Regions from separate parts of the Mus musculus genome. Here region 1 is linked to region 2. A link is a contact called in public HiChIP or PLAC-seq data. All regions are on one chromosome and are shown on one strand. The core of a region is the stretch at or near the end of the contact, and the rest is flanking DNA. Distances in the headings are between cores, read along the strand shown.

Region 1 (3,570 bases), core at 103-2,602, 870 kb before region 2:
TCAGCTCAGTCCCAGGAGGCAAAGCCAGTCTGGTCTCCTCTTTGCCCCGCCCACCAACGACAATCCTGCCTCAAGTGTTCATCGAGGTTCCTCAGAGTACCATTTCTACTGACTGCCTTCACCTCCAGTCTGTGGACATACTTCCTTATCTCTGCATTTCTCAGGAGCTTTTGCTGAAAGCTTGGTATTTTAATATTTTAAATCGTAATAAACAATACCAACTGTGAGAATCTGATCTGGCCCTTCTTCTGTCATTCCCAGTGCATCAGTGCTTGCTGCTAGTTATGAACCAGACTTGTGAGGTTTGCAGTCTGCCAGGATTCGGATGATTTTGTCCTGTAAAGTTTCACATAGGGTAACCTTGGTCCTCAGTATGATGCTATAAAGCTGCTGAATTTTCAAAATCTGGAGCATGGTCCTTAGGTCACTGGAGTGCCTTCAGAAGGATAAGGTTGTTAGGAAAACCTATCCTGGCCTCCACTCTCTCTTGAATTTCTGTATTCAGACTTGAGCTCTTGCCATATCTGAATAAATGCTACTATCATGCTTTTGAGCCTCCAAAACTGTATTCTGAGTAAAAACTGTTATTTCTATAAATGATCTGCCTTTGTTGTTTTGTTTCAATAATGGAAATCTTACTAATACAGTTGTGTAGCCTTTAGAGTCTCGGCTTGGTTAGCTCAGTGGTTACTTCATGATTAAGCAGACATTTCCTGAAAGACTGGGTACCAATAAGCTTCTAGTTGTTTAAGGCACCTTGAACCTTCTTGGTCATACTGTCCATTCCACCTTAGCCTCCACTTCCTTATCCAGAGCCTCATGGATACAGGTTAGAACTTGGGTTTTTATCAAGTCGTTCCTGATTATACACACAGTCCCGAGCATGAGAACAGACCTATGCAAGAGGAAATACAGCACTGAAAACTCCATGGAGCTCTTATTACCCAGGGTTTCTCCTGAGTTTACTGTTTATTCTGCCTTTCACTGATTAAAGTAACTTCAAAATTAACCAATTGTCTCTAGTTGTTTTTGATGTATATCCCCAGGGGTGGGTGGAGCTGCTTTTGTACCAGGAAGTTCCTAGTAACTTTGATAGAGTATCTGTTGTCCAACTCTTACTTTGATAACAACTATTATTTTTGTATAAAAATACAGAAGTGTAGACACTGCATTTATGACAGCATAACAGTGGTGATAAGACCAAATCTTAACAGAGAACACTAGGAAGACAAGAGAAGCAGGTAAGCAATGGCTGAGGAGAGAAAGCAGACAGACAGGCAACAGACTGGAGCTGAGATCTGAGCCCAAGATGACTTTCCCAGTGTTCCAGAGGTGAGGTATTTATAGAAACACGATGAGCACACAGCAGCAGAAATGTTGAAATGTTATTAAGTTAAGACAAGATTTGCTCCTAGGCATATGTAGTCATAAATGTGTTTGGGTTTACTTGTCTTTTTGAAAATAAAGACTAATTCTTACATGCAGTTATTTATAATACAGAAGGAGACATAGTAATCACATAGAATAATGAAAATTGAGCATAGTTTTTAATTGGTAATAAGAATGTATTTTGACCACAAAACGGCTTATTTTGTTTCCACTTCATTGTAAACATCTACCATTCAGTGATATAAAATGTAAATGTTTTTAATGTTTAATGCTCCTGCTTATTTTTTTTACATGTATCTGCCTTTTAGTTTTTTTTTTTTTAAGAATGAAAAGCTTTTTATATATCGTCAGCTAATGGAAGTCACATGGGTATGGATATGGAAACGCACACATACACACACACACACACACACACACACACACCCTTATAATATTGGAAACAGTTGAGAAACCACAAGTATTCAAACGCAGGAAATCATGATTTTATAACATTTTAATATGATCTACTCTTGGGAAACAAGTTAAGCAAACTCTATTTCTGCACAGGAAGCATTCCGGCATGCAGTTGTGCTGCGCTGTGGTGTGGGCACAGCTGTAGTCTTCACCTGTAATGCCCCACTGGTATTGTGGCTTATGCACTGCATCAAGACTCCCTTCCTGTCCGGAAAACCTCTAAGTACAAACAAAACTCTAAGTCCAGATTTTATTTTCCCTTGGTATCAGAATATGGTAATTTAAGAGCCCTGAGAAATACTTTTTAGTGTTTAAAAGGAAATGTGTAACATTCTTTTATTAGAATCTCTGTTTGAGTTGGTTTTTCAGAAAACTTAACATATGACCCGGTTATCTTATCAATTTATCAAGCTACCAGGTTTCAAGCAAATGCAGGTGTATAATATGACATCTTTCAAGATCATATTTTTCCCAAAAGAAGAGTGATACTGATATATTAAAAACTTCTGGGGAAAAAATAACTTAAATGCAGACAACTTTACTAAAATAGTAAAAAAATAAAATTAATGTAAACCCTAAATTCATAATATATTTTAATTTTATCTAAATATTCAAGAACTTCATTCTAAATGGTCTACTGTTCACAGCATATGTTTAAGCTCAACAATGGGCTCATTACTTTCAGTAGAGTAAACACACTTGCCACTTCTTGATAAAGTAGCGATTAACAAATGTGCCTCATCACACACAAAGTGTGTATAGCAATAATAAGCAGATTATAACATGGTTTTGTTACCCTATAGAATATACTTAATTTGTTAGTATTAATGAATTGCTTCCATGACAAGAGAAAATTGGGAACCATGGTCAGGAAAGCCCCCACACTGTTCTTGACTTCAGGAAACTTGGAATTGTAATAATAAATTAGTCAATATTTTGGGTTGCCATCAAAGATTTGAAATGTGTGTTTTAAAATGTATTTTTTTCTCATGATGTACAAAGTCCAGAGCTTTCTGACAACCCTGAGATTGTCTTTATAGTCTGAGTTAACAGGGCATCAGCACTGGTGTAAGAGACGGTGACAACAGTGCACCAGTGCTCTATAGAGATGCTGACAGACAGATCTCAGTAGCCTTGAGATTGCTGATTCTGATGGGAAGATACATTATTTGTAGATAGTAGGAAGGAAAAAGAAGGAATACAAAGCTACACATGCAGGACACTCGCATGGCTGCACAATCCCCTCCTGAGTATAGGGCAGACTGTATGACACACAATAACAAGCAATAAGCTTGGCTGACCTCAGGCACTTTGGGGTAAACATCCTAGAAGAGTAGCTTGGCCTCATTAAAATGAACTTGTCTGCAAATTTCAAAGGAATTAGCCCCAATTCTGGCCCCTGGCTCTTTCTGCAGAGCAGTTTCCTGCTTTTACACTGCACAGGCCTTTACATGCATCAGTTTCTCTCCTCAGTGTTTCCCCAATCTTCCCTCTTTGGTACTCATTACACTTCCTAGAAAAGCCAAAGCCCCAAACCCTTCTTAACCACTCAAGCTGAAAGGCACGTCTTTTTTTGGACTTCAAAATCAGATACATAAATTTCCTTCTGCACTTAATAAAAGCATCTCAGGTTTTGCACACGGAACTTTTCAGGGCCTCTGGGACTCATTGTATCTTTGAGGGTGCCTGGTGCAGATGAGCATCAATTCCAGGTGCTGTGTCTTAATT
Region 2 (3,940 bases), core at 991-3,490:
CTGTCCACTTTCTCCCTTCCTATTCAATATAGTTCTTGAAGTCCTATCCAGAGAAATTAGACAACAAACAGAGATCAAGGGGATATAAATTGGAAAGGAAGAAGTCAAAATATCACTATTTGCAGATGATATGATAGTATATATAAGTGACCCTAAAAATTCCACCAGAGAACTCCTAAAACTGATAATCAACTTCAGTGCAGTAGCTGGATATAAAATTAACTCAAACAAATCAGTGGCCTTCCTCTACACAAAGGATAAACAGGCTGAGAAAGAAATTAAGGAAACAACACCCTTCAAAATAGTCACAACTAATATAAAATACCTTGGTGTGACTCTAAGGAAGTGAAAGATCTGTATGATAAGAACTTCAAATCTCTGAAGAAAAAAATCAAAGAAGATCTCAGAAGATGGAAAGATCTCCCATGCTCATGGATTGGCAGGGTTAATATAGTAAAAATGGCTATCTTGCCATAAGCAATCTGGAGATTCAATGCAATCCCAATCAAAATTCCAACTCAATTATTCACAGAGTTAGAAAGGGCAATTTTCAAATTCATCTGGAATAACAAAAAACCTAGGATAGCAAAAACTATTCTCAACAATAAAAAAACCTCTAGTGAAATCACCATGCATGAACTCAAGCTCTCCAGAGCAATTATGATAAAAACTGCATGGTACTGGTACAGGGACAGACAGATAGATCAATGGAATAGAATTGGAAAAACCCAGAAATGAACCCACACACTATGGTCACTTGATCTTTGACAAGGGAACTAAATATAGTAAGTATATGCCACCTTGACTAGTAAGTTTAATTTTGCCAAGACATAGCAGTAAATACAACATGAACTATACCTCTCATGTGGCTTGTTGCAAATACCCATAGTATTTCTGGGCCATTAGAAACCTCCACTTTTCTCTATAGAGGCAGTAGGTATCCTGTGTACGGTGAGGTTACAGTAGTTTGGAGCTCCCTATGGGCACGTATGTCCTGGGCCTGAGGGTGTTTGGTGTAGTGTAGGCCAGTGCATGTTGATTGTGCTGTATGTTTTACTACCACAAAACAGAAGCTGAACACAGAAATACTCTCCTTCCTTATGCAAATGAATATCTTCTAAGGCCTCCAAAGAAAGATTTCCATAGATACAATTAACATGTTTATTACTCTCTTCTTTTTGTTTAACTGAAAGCTCAGCTTTGATTTGTCTGTTTTCTCTCATACCCTCATTGGAGATGGAAAACAGCTGGCTCGTGTTCTCTTTCCCCAGTGCCTTTGTGAATACTTAACTGTTCTTAGACCCTCCTGCTGGACAGTGCGTCCTGTAAACGTTTGAGCAGCTATTCCTCCTGAACCTCTCACCTTCCTCAGGAGGCTCAGGACCTTCCCTGGGTTTTGTGCATCCTCTGTTATTTTAAAAGATAAAGCTAGGGAAGAAAATTCATGTTAGTGGCTTGTATATCCCATCCTGATTTTTTGTATGTGTTTATTGTACTCTTAGCAACAAATTAGAGGGCAGACTTCCAAGATCATGAATCAGGTAGAACACTTACATCTTAAGTGACTTGTAGAAGGACCAACTCGCTCATGCCCATGAGTCCCTCAGCTGTTGACAGTCGGTGTGCTGCGTCATGAGCAGTTACTTCCTTCTTTATGCGCCATGCATGCTAAGCGATTGAAAAGTCAAGCACACTGCATTGTGTTAAGTTATTTTAAAATTCCTTCATACATTTATTTTTTCATGAAGACCTTATTTGCTTAGAAGAAGTATGAAACACTAAAAACTAATTATAATAGACTGGCATATTTTACAAAATTATATTCTACTTAATTTACTATCCTTGTAAAAGATTAAAGGAATGAATGAAAGAGATAGAAAAGAAATTTTTAATAAAGTTTCAAAGTCATAGAGGGAATGAATGGTGATTTTTTTTTCCTTCCTTTGCTGCTAATGGGGTTTTGGTTATATAAGCAAGTAAGTTAAAATAACTAGGCCTAAATTGAGGAACTAAGTAATTTCAAATATTAAGTTTATTATTACAATAAACTATTTTAATAAGGTAAGGTCAGAACTTAACTGTAGCCGGAGAAATTGATGTCAGTTTTAGGTGTCCTTTCAGTAGTGTAAGAAGGTTGCCATAGCAACCAGTCTGCTTCCTTCTCTCTGCAGGACCTGAGTTCTCATGCGTTCCTCTCTCCCTCAGCTGCAAGTAAGAATCATCATTCAGCTTTCCCCTGGGGACTCAGCTGTGCACCGTGGCATGTGTTTCATATTGTCCAGTAAAATAGTAACTAGGCAGTAACAGCCACCCTCCTGTTAACTGTCAAAACAACTTCAAACTCTTTTCTTCTAAAACAGAGTCTAAATGTTAATACTGAGTTTTAAAGTAAAACAGAAAATCTTTACATATGTAAGCACATACATTTGAATAGAAATCTTTCTATAAAGTCGTGCAAAAAGAACAGTCTAATGTGACAAACTGCCTCTTTTATTTAAGCTGACTTTTAGATTTGTTAACTCTCTGTAAGAATGCTTGTTTCTTAGTAGTAGAGTATTGTCTAGACTTTTTTAAATTTAATTTTATATGGAATTCATTTTTTACACTCCCCGCCCCTCCCCTCCCACCCTCCAACTGCTCCACATCCCACACCTCCTCCCTACCACACCCACATGGATATCCCCACCCTCCACCCCCTGTGACCTCTAAACTGCCTGGGGCCTCCAGTCTCTTGAGGGTTAGGTGCATCATCTCTGAATGAACATAAACCTGGAAGTGCTCTACTCTATGTATGTTGGTGCCCTCATATCAGCTGGTGTGTGCTGTCTGTCTGGTTGTCCAGTGTTTGAAACAGTTATCCTTTATTTAATGTATGTGTTAAATGTCTTTCAAGTTTTTATCTGCATCATTTATAGTTTTTAAGATTTATTTTTTGTTGTATGTGTGTGAATGGTTTTTTTCACTTGTATATATATGTACATGGATGTATAGGTAGTGTGTGCCTACCACAGGAAGAGGCAGTAGAGGGCTCTGGCTGCTCAGGACTGAGTTACTGATGGTTGAGAGACATCATGTAAGTGCTGGGACCTGGGTCCTCTGCAAGATCAACAAGTGCTCTTAACCACCAGGCTGTCTCTGTAGCCCTACATCCCATATTTCTTATAGTGCTCTTTAACACTCTTTGTTTATAAAATGTAAAGTTTGACTGGATGTAAGATGAAAATGGCTGCTGAAGTTTCTGTTTAGTTGAGGCCATAGAACTTTTGTAAGACCAGAACTGGGGAAAAAAATTCCTCTCAAAGTTAGTGGATTCTAAATATAAAATAAGAGCAGATCCCTCTCCCTAAATCATCCAATGTCCAAGATAAACCAGCTCAACATCTCAAGCTTTTTATATTATTATTTGAAATAGATTTTCGATCTTGGGCGTGAACTCAGCGGGCCCTAGCACACCCAGGATCTTGGGATCACTGGTGAGTGGAATGCAACATCTGTTCCAAAAAATCTTGGAGGGTCTTGTGCCAGCAGGAACAGGGACAGAGGAAACCCGCCGACCAGTGGCTGGGGTTCCTTCAGGTCAGCACCAGCCCTGCACCATCTTGGCGGGAACTTGGCAGGCCCTAGCACACCCAGGATCTTAGGATCACTGAGACCAGTCTACGCATGAGAGCACGTGGGCAACAGAAGCAATAGAGCTTCTTGGACAGGGTCCCTTTGGGCCTTCATCCTCAGGCAGAACTGAGACCCAGACCTTTCCTGCCAGAGGAGAGTCACCTCCAGGGAGGGCTCTGACCCCAGGACTCAGGAGGTAGATCTGAGCTCCAGACCTCTGTGCACCTTTCCTGCAAAAGGAGAGCTTGTCTGCAGAGAGTACTCTGACCACTGAGACTCAGGAAAGAGTTGGTCTACCAGGAGTGTTGTTAGAGGCTAAAGAATCACA

The links. HiChIP or PLAC-seq counts read pairs in DNA pulled down with a chosen protein or histone mark.
Region 1: an H3K27ac HiChIP or PLAC-seq map of large pre-B cells shows a contact between it and region 2, with 3 times the contacts expected there. The contact joins two enhancer-like sites. A contact is called at or near these places in 2 of 115 datasets of contacts at active chromatin or transcription factors (fibro-adipogenic progenitors and large pre-B cells).

The regions. Positions count from the first base shown.
Region 1 is chr15:35,820,748-35,824,317 of GRCm38.p6, reverse strand. All of the region lies in intron 39 of Vps13b (vacuolar protein sorting 13B), which reads right to left. Among named protein-coding and RNA genes, the nearest start is that of Gm41292, 64 kb to the left of the region's middle. Within about 2 kb of position 1,352, at least 21 of the 459 cell types and tissues checked have an H3K27ac peak or open chromatin away from gene starts, as enhancers often do.
Region 2 is chr15:34,951,256-34,955,195 of GRCm38.p6, reverse strand. The region is part of intron 9 of Stk3 (serine/threonine kinase 3); the gene reads left to right. Among named protein-coding and RNA genes, the nearest start is that of Gm52204, 43 kb to the right of the region's middle. Within about 2 kb of position 2,240, at least 23 of the 459 cell types and tissues checked have an H3K27ac peak or open chromatin away from gene starts, as enhancers often do.